Regions from separate parts of the Mus musculus genome. Here regions 1 and 2 are each linked to region 3. A link is a contact called in public Hi-C and Micro-C data. All regions are on one chromosome and are shown on one strand. Each heading gives the region's core, a stretch centred on a gene start, on an enhancer-like site or on the middle of the called end of the contact. The rest is flanking DNA. Distances are from core to core; before and after follow the strand shown. Region 1 overlaps Aff3 (AF4/FMR2 family, member 3). Region 2 overlaps Aff3 (AF4/FMR2 family, member 3). Region 3 has its middle 69 kb from the start of Lonrf2.

The links. Hi-C and Micro-C count contacts between places; a contact is called where the count stands out from the background.
Region 1: a Hi-C map of the G1E-ER4 cell line shows a contact between it and region 3, with 4 times the contacts expected there. The contact joins two enhancer-like sites. A contact is called at or near these places in 2 of 15 datasets of contacts at CTCF or cohesin (large pre-B cells and pro-B cells), 6 of 484 Hi-C or Micro-C datasets (the G1E-ER4 cell line, nephron progenitors, retina and 2 more) and 3 of 115 datasets of contacts at active chromatin or transcription factors (Th17 cells, astrocytes and embryonic basal ganglia).
Region 2: a Micro-C map of the G1E-ER4 cell line shows a contact between it and region 3, with 4 times the contacts expected there. The contact joins two enhancer-like sites. A contact is called at or near these places in 2 of 15 datasets of contacts at CTCF or cohesin (large pre-B cells and pro-B cells), 8 of 484 Hi-C or Micro-C datasets (the G1E-ER4 cell line, cortical neurons, cranial neural crest and 5 more) and 3 of 115 datasets of contacts at active chromatin or transcription factors (T-cell acute lymphoblastic leukemia, embryonic limb bud and memory CD8 T cells).

Annotation. Positions count from the first base shown.
Region 1 is chr1:38,446,643-38,449,342 of GRCm38.p6, reverse strand. The region is part of intron 4 of Aff3 (AF4/FMR2 family, member 3); the gene reads left to right. Among named protein-coding and RNA genes, the nearest start is that of Aff3, 180 kb to the left of the region's middle. Within about 2 kb of position 1,317, at least 21 of the 459 cell types and tissues checked have an H3K27ac peak or open chromatin away from gene starts, as enhancers often do. A contact at or near this core is called in the G1E-ER4 cell line, where this site is marked.
Region 2 is chr1:38,498,186-38,500,885 of GRCm38.p6, reverse strand. All of the region lies in intron 4 of Aff3 (AF4/FMR2 family, member 3), which reads left to right. Among named protein-coding and RNA genes, the nearest start is that of Aff3, 130 kb to the left of the region's middle. Within about 2 kb of position 1,270, at least 12 of the 459 cell types and tissues checked have an H3K27ac peak or open chromatin away from gene starts, as enhancers often do. A contact at or near this core is called in the G1E-ER4 cell line, where this site is marked.
Region 3 is chr1:38,766,101-38,768,800 of GRCm38.p6, reverse strand. No RefSeq gene overlaps it. Among named protein-coding and RNA genes, the nearest start is that of Lonrf2, 69 kb to the left of the region's middle. Within about 2 kb of position 1,365, at least 71 of the 459 cell types and tissues checked have an H3K27ac peak or open chromatin away from gene starts, as enhancers often do. A contact at or near this core is called in the G1E-ER4 cell line, where this site is marked.

The DNA.
Region 1 (2,700 bases), core at 68-2,567, 320 kb after region 3:
CCACTTAGATATCCAGTATTTTGCATACACTTTTGTGCTGCCCCAACCATGTATATCAAATCCACATGTACTTACTAAAGACATTTGTATGTCCTGCACTGTGAGGGGACCTCTAGAGTTATTCATCTTGCCTGGGGGTGGGATCAGCAGCAACAGGCTTGGGGAAGAGGAGGTGAGGGCAGGAAGCAGAAGGGAGGCTGAGTTCCTGGAGGAAGGGGAGAGTAGAAGGAGTGTTTCCTGATGGAGCCTAGCAGCTCAGCCTCAGGAGGCAGGGTGGGAGGGAGCACTGATCATCATGGTGTTAGATTCCAGACTCAGTAGGCAGTAGGAGCTGGTGGGGCTGTAAGCCTCAGTGAGAGGGAGGTACAGGGAACTAGAAGGTGGCGAGCAGAGAAGTAGCTCCCAGGGCAGCAGGCTCGCTCAGCCATGGGTGCACTCAGCAGCCAGGTACATACCCACGTGAATGCCTAAAGATGAGTGGGACAGAGAACAACCATAGATATGCCAAGATGGACAGAGAGCACGTGAGGTCTCAAACCCACACGAAGAATTACAGAGAAGGAAGGAGGGCTGAGAGCGGGGGTGGGGGGGAGGAGGGGGACATGGTCTCTTATCCATACCACACAGTCAGCCCTGAAAGTGTACATAACTTTTAAATGGATATGTAGAATAACAGAAACAACCCTGTGTGTTTGAGAAGTTTAGCTAGCCATCCATATGTAAACTTTGACATTTATAGCTTTCTCTTTTTATTCTGGAACCCGTAAGGATTCTAAGAGGTAAGGTGACCTAGACCTGGATATAACCCTGCCACTGTCATGTGTAGCCATGTGACACTGGGTAAGGTACTTCCAGGGTCATGGATCCCATGTGCCTTTTTTTTTTTCTGTCACCTCTCCCAGTGAAGTTGAATATGCTTTTGTAGTGTTAAGGGAGCCTCCTCTGCTCTGTGCTCTGGGATTCAGGAGGAGTGGGGCAGAGGGCTTGGGGGGGGGGGTAGCCTCTCTCTGGTACTAGGAACAGTGAGAGGGGTCCTTATGCCTCAGCATCCACTTAGACACCATGCCATCCTCACCTGCTTCCTGCTCCCTTCCCCTTGTTCAAATGATATTCCTGTATCCTACATCTTTGATCTTTCTCAACCTGGAGGACCTGTAGGTCTCTCCTAGGGCTTCCTGATTCCCAAAGCAGCAAAGAGCTGGCCTGCAGGTGCTGCAAGCTGTGGAGCAGCCCACGGCCCAGCCACCTCCTTGATGACCCCATCAGCCAGCCATCATCATGCAAGGGCAAGGACCAGATTACTAGAGGTAATCTAGTAATAATCTAATAATAATCTAGTAATAACCGTACACACTCCAAGTCACCCAAGGCTGCCTGTCCCTCCTCACCATTCCTTCACAGGGCAAGCATCAAAAAGCACTTAGGCTTTTCTCTTCTCCACTACCTCCTTACCAAGGCTGAGGCTTCTCTGCTGTGCCCTTTCCGGTGTGCACGCCCTCTCCTCTTGGGAGCTAAGTGATAAACCACCTCATCATGTTATCAGTGGCTCACAGCTCTGCTGCCTTCCCTTGACTCCTGAAACTTATATCAGGAAACTCCTGATATAAGATCCCATCCTGGCCTTGCTATCAAGGAGATACCAGGTCTGGCAATGTGAGGCTCCAGTGGTCATAGAAGCTAACTCCCTGTCTGCTTCCATCTAGGATGGAGGTGGGGAAGGTTCAGCTGTAAGGACAAGGATGCTGCACCTGGCCAGCCAAGGGCATATGGAGGTCACCTCTACCCAGACAGAATCAGAGCACACCAAAGGCTATTCTCTGACCTCGGGCTGTTTGCAGGCCAGCTGGGCAGTGGAGCAGCAGTGTGGGGCTAAATGTTTGCAGGGGTAGCTGTAAGAAAGGGCTGGACTCTTGGAAGTAAGAGTGGCTCCTTCTTCCTGAGCAGCCTGGGTCCTGCTCTGGTCCAGGAGTATTTGACTTGCCTCGTCAGATATCATGGTGGTTCTAGACAGCCCTTTTCTAGTTTTTGCCTTTATTAAGAATGAGATGTCAACACATTGTGACTTAATCAACATAAAAGTCTCTGTGTTCTCTCTTCAGATTTCTTCTTTTTAAATGTTTTTTATTACTCTTCAATTAAAAATTAATCCTAAAAACGAGTTATTTGAAATAAAGTACTTGAATGTACAGTCACCCTCATCTGTATGAGGAGTTGGTTCCAGGTCCTAACTGCTCTAATCCCTTGTATAAGAGTTTGTGTGTACACTTGACGCTCAAACATACATCTGCTATTCCACATTCTTTAAATCATCTCCCATGACTTATAAGATATCATTGATGCTGTGGAAGTGCTTGAGGTAGGATATTGTTTAGAGGTTAACGTTAAGTATGGATGTGCCAAGAGTATATACCACTTACCCCCACCCCAATATCCTCTGTTTTGTTTTGAAGCCACAGATGCTCATCTCATAGACTGAGGACCAACTGCATAAAGTACTTAATTAAAAACCCCTAATCTGTATAGTGCTAAATCCTGTCCATTTCCTGAATTGTGTCAGGAATTTTCGGAGCCCTCATGCACAGAATGTCCCTTCACTGATGGCTGAGCAGAGGTGACAGCCTCCGCAGCTGAACTGATACTCCGTCATATTTTACTGTACGCCTTGGAGAACATCTCAGGAGGAGGAGCTCGCACGAGAGA
Region 2 (2,700 bases), core at 21-2,520, 270 kb after region 3:
TTGCTTACTTTTTTATTTGGCCTTAGGTCTGCCTTGCCACTGTGGGGCTAGATGATGAGTTACTCTTTAACTGAAAATTACCTTTAGATTACATTTTATATCATTTTACCCAGCTCCAAGTTTTCAGTACACAGTGAATCAAGCACTGCATTCCCAATCAGCAGAGTAATGTGGAGTCTGAGTTATACAAAAGAAGTTTAACACACATTTTTGAATATATATATGAATATGTATATATACATATATGTATATGTATATATATATATATATATATATATATTCATTCAAGAAGCTTTCAGCCAGAAGGAAGATAAGACATATATTTAGGGACAGTAAATTTTAGTTTGGAGATAATTTTAACTGGAGAGAAAAGATTCTGCTACTGAGAGTTAAACAAATGAGAAGAATTTTGATATTTCCTTGAACACAGGACCTCTGATTGATTTGGGCGATGGGAAGGAACATGGCAGAAGCTAAGTTTTAGGAAGAGTGTTCCAGGGGAGGCAAAGTGAGGAGGGAGAAAGGAGAAATGATCAATTTACGAAAACACTCTTGTAAGAAGGAAGTGCTGATTCGTGGGAAAACAGGCAGAAGAGCGAACAGAGACGAACTGGAAGGGAAGCAGGCTCAGAGACAACTCAGGGGAGGGGGTGTAGAAGGAAGTATCTTAAAATCCCAGGGGCGTCTGAAATCTCAGCGTCTATTAGAGGTGAAGGAAAGACAGTGGAGACTTTGGTTTTTGATCCTGTGACTTCATCATAGACCCAGGGGTTTAAAGTCACGAGGACAGTGGGGAAATCACATGGCAACATTTTATGCATCCGTAGCCTTGTAGCCCAGGCTAGTCTCTAACCTGCAGTTCTCCTGAGTGATGGGGTTATGGGATACACCACTGTAGCCAGCTGCATTTTGTAAATTCACAGTTGATCATTGTAGCAATGCTCTAGGACAAGGTGAGAATGACATTTGTCCTAAATGATGTAAATGCAGCTGCTTCAGGACCTTAAGATGTGCCATGACATGACTCTCATGGCCTGGAGGGTGTCGCAGCTGGGCACATGGTAGAAAACCCAAGTGGAGTCTTGAAGCATGTGTGTGCTAGAGAGAAAGGTCTCAGAGATAATCATCAGACAATCAAAGGGCTACCAATCTCCTCCAGAAGGTGATTTAGAGCAAAAACAGGAAACTAAAAACGCTGTGTTACGGGGAGCCAGTAGCAAGCCACTGGATCCCCCCAGGAGCAAGGAAGGGGAGATAAGCCTTATCAGAGACTGCAGGAAGAGGAGCTTCGATAGGAGAGGGCTGGGGTGAGAAACGTGAATGGTTCCCGAATGTCAGAAGGTGGAGTGTTGTGAGAATCTAAGCCTGTGAGGAGGATTTCAGTGATGGGGGCAGAGAATGATGAAACAGCTTGCGGGAGATGAGGTTCTCATGTAGCCAAAGCCAGACTTGAACTCCTGATTCTCCAGGCTCCTCCTCCCGAGGGCTGGAGTATAGACAAGGACCACCAGCCTACTTCTGGGATATTTTATCTGTAAACTAAGGTTTGTTGTGAAAAAAGGGGAGGTGAGCATGGAGGAGGAAGAGCAGGCCTGGAGGAGAGAGTGAGGAGAGGAAGAGGGACGGGATGAACATTGGAGAGCTTCCAAGCTGTGGGAACAGAAAAGGAGCATTTGAGAGTTGAAATGATGAAGAAGAAAATGCTCCCTCAGGGTCACGGGCGGAGAGCGAGTCTGCAGAAGACAGTGGGGACATGTCTTTCTTTGGATCTGAATGAGGACAACCTCAGTTTTCTGTCAGCCATTGAGTGAATGACTAAAAAGAAAACCATCTTTCCATGCCTGTCTCTTACTGGAACAGTTCTTTACCACTTACCAATGGGGCCCCATTTGAACACATTATGTGACATTATGTTTCCTCACAGGCCGTGTCTAGAGAGTGCTACGGAGAGAGCTATTAGACTCCGGGATGGATCATATCTGGATGCCTGTGCTCTTACCATTATATAAACGTATGGTGCAGGTGTGGCGAGTCCCTATAAAATTTCGCAGACCCTAATTACAAAATATAATAGATATATACACTTAGAATTATTAATTAGATTGGCAGGACTTTCTTCATCTTCATGTGTATTTGCATGGTATGGGGGACCAGGTTTTAGATGAAGAACTTTCTGTTGATAAGTAAAATAGGTCAAGCCCAGGAAGATGGATAGTGTGTGTTCTCATTTGTATGTAGAAACTAAAACTACTGACTATAATTTCCTGCAAGGGTTGTGATAGAACAGATGGTTACCTCATGCATAGTACACTTGGCTAGGAGCAATATCTACCTTCTCTTTCCTCGTGTTTTACCGCACGATAGGGTAACTATGTTTGACAGGAATTAATTGCATTTTTTCAAAGTAGAGAAGATTTTTGAATGTTCTCAACAGAAAGAAATGGTGACTGTGTGAGTGACCCCATACCCCTGACCAAGACCTGATCCCTGTACACTGTTTCCATGGCTCCATCATCATCCCAGGCCCTGGAAATATGTGGGATTACTGTGCCAAGGACAGGGAAAAATTCAAAGTCTAAAGGGAAGAAAGAAGTAATTGATGTCCCCACAGACATGGAAGTTGACGCTATACATCCCTGTATGCTAGAGATGCCCAAATGTGGATCTTCCCACCAATTAGCACACATTCTCCGAGGTCAA
Region 3 (2,700 bases), core at 116-2,615:
GAGAGGCCCTAAACCTGTGGGCCTCAGCAGAGAACTGGGTAGTACTCAGATCACAATTTGCCACATGTGGACAGAACACCAGGAATACATTGTAACTTGCAACATTTTAGAACAGTTAGCAAACAGCTGGATGCCCTGTTCTCAGTGAGTTAGGCCAGAGCGTCAGCAAAGCAGGTTTTGTTATGGAGGTCAGCAGAAAAATAATCGGGTTGAGTACAGCAGTATATTCAAAAGTGCATCTCCATCCAATGCTGTGGGTTGGTTTCACTTCAGAAGCAGAATGAGGAGGAAAAAAAACCTTCTTTAGGAACTTTCCAGAGCTTCAGATATGGAGGGCACCGAAGCAATGCTGCTTTTCCCTCCGCGGCAAAAGACAGGCACATGCTCTGCGCACTCTCACATCACCAACACAAAATTTGCATTAAAAAAAAAATCCTGGGGTTTGTTGTTGGTATTTGGCTTCTAAATGGAAGGGAAAAGGCTGGAAAATGGGTAAGAGTTTTCCCAGAAAAACTCAAGCGAGTCACAAGAAAGCAAAAAGGGGGCATGTAGAGGGGATGCATACGGGCGTGTGTGAGGAGGAGGGTCCGTGACACCCTTAACTAGGTCTAAAGAACAAGTTCTTTCACTTGAAGACAAGGCGAGGTAAGGAGAGAGAAGATGCAGAGAAAGTGATCCTGACCCTTTTAAAAAAGAGGAGCCTCGCAGCGGAGGAAGCAAGTTCTTATTCCCCGCCAGTAGAGGGCACTGTCGAGCAGATTTTGGCTGCTGCTTGGCAAGGGGTCTTGCAGGGAGCGGGGCTGGGGCCAGGAGCGGTGATTGCTCAAGTGGATGGAAGGCGTGTTTCTTAGGGTGCCACTCAGAGTGTATGAATACCAGGGGCGGATTTGCATTTTTAAAAACGTTATGCTAATATATTAATATCTCATAGCAACAGAGAAAAGCTGTGGGCCTTCCATGGAGTCCCCGATTCTCTCCACAAACCCTTCTGACAGGTAGCGATTTATATAAAATGCTCGGAGGAGGCTGTAAGAGATTGTGATACATATTTCATAATATTTTCTAGCACAGCACTTGATCTCACGGGCAGATTCATGAAAATGCAGTATTTATTATACAATATCCATGTTTTATTAAACCTGGTTACATAGCAAGGGAGACATTTGTGGCAGAAGCCTCAAGGCTAAGCTGGGGCTTGGAGGGGGGGGGGCACAAACTCCCAAGAGCCCAAGAAAGAAGCCAGATGTTGAATGGTATCGTGGGCCCAGGGCTCTGTCTATAACCTCCCTCCCATAGCCCTGGGGAGGCCCTAGCTACCCTGATGAAAGGAACGGGCTCACCGCTCTCCCACTGGCCACAGAACTGAGCAGAGTATTAATAACACGTTCAAAGACAGAGGCCCTCTATCTTATCAGAAGTAGAAGGGAGTCTAGCTTGTTATCCAGTCTGCCGCCCCCAACTTATCTTTGGAGCCACATGGTAGAATGCATCCTTCAGTCTCCTCAGCACTGCAAGGCTCCCATCCAACCTGCCCTCCTGGAAACCTTAGAAATCTGAGGAGGGTTTGCTTCACACAGGGCGCTGTGGGCCAGGAATCAATCGGTCTGGCTCCCCTCTGATCTCCCAGGGCTGTGCGCATGCGCATGGGGCCCCAGCAGCTGGGGTAACTCTACTCCCACAACCGTTCCTTTCTTTTCCTGGACAAGATTTATACAGCACGGTTTAGTCTTACACAGACCGACATTCCCGAGGGGAGGGGGGCTGAACTCCCATGGACCACGGCCCTTCTGCTCCCTACAAGCCAGCTTGAAGATGGAGGTTTAGATAAAGCTGGGTTGATACTCAAGGAAATGGGATTTTGTATGAGACAAGGACTCACTTTAAATGACTTGATGGATTGTGTTGACCCTTGAGAGCCAGCGACCTTGCTGCCGCTGTCCATTCTTTCCTGATGAGTTGGGTGGACAGTGTCACAGTGTAAGAGGCCCTCTCCCAGAAGACAAGCGAAAGGTCTTGAAGACCTCTTGATAGAGGTGGGGTCATGAATGGTAGCTGTGGAAAGGATGCTGAGAGAGCAAAACAGCAAATATGCATCCTTCGGGGCTTTGTTTGTTTGTTTGTTTGTTGTTTTTATTTTGTTGGTGAGGGGATTGGCCAGAGGCGTTTCCCAGAAATCAGCCACACACACTGGAGAAGCAGCTGTGCCTTTTCAACTCCGGAGTGTGTGTGTGTGTGTGTGTGTGTGTGTGTGTGTGTGTGTGTGTATGTGTAGGGTGTGCTGAGCCCACAGTGTCTGCCTTTTACTTACCTGAGATGCCAGCTCCAGACAGTCTTGGCCTGGAGGCTGATCTGAATAGTAATCAGTCTCTCCTGTCTCCCTCGCTGTACAAGAACCCAGGACACTAATAGCATCCCCAGGGAGTGCTGCTACTGGGAAGTGTCTGCTGGGTCTGTGGTGTCTGCGGCTGGGGCTCTCAGCTCACCTCATTCATCCTCCTGTGCAGCAGCTAGGATGAAAAGGATTTTCAACTTAGTTGGCAGCTTCATTAAAAGAAAAAAGGAAAGGAAGGAAGGAAGAGAAAAAGGAAGGAAGGAAGGAAGGAAGGAAGGAAGGAAGGAAGGAAGGAAGAAAGAAAGAAAGAAAGAAAGAAAGAAAGAAAGAAAGAAAGAAAGAAAGGAAGAAAGAAAGGAAGGAAGGAA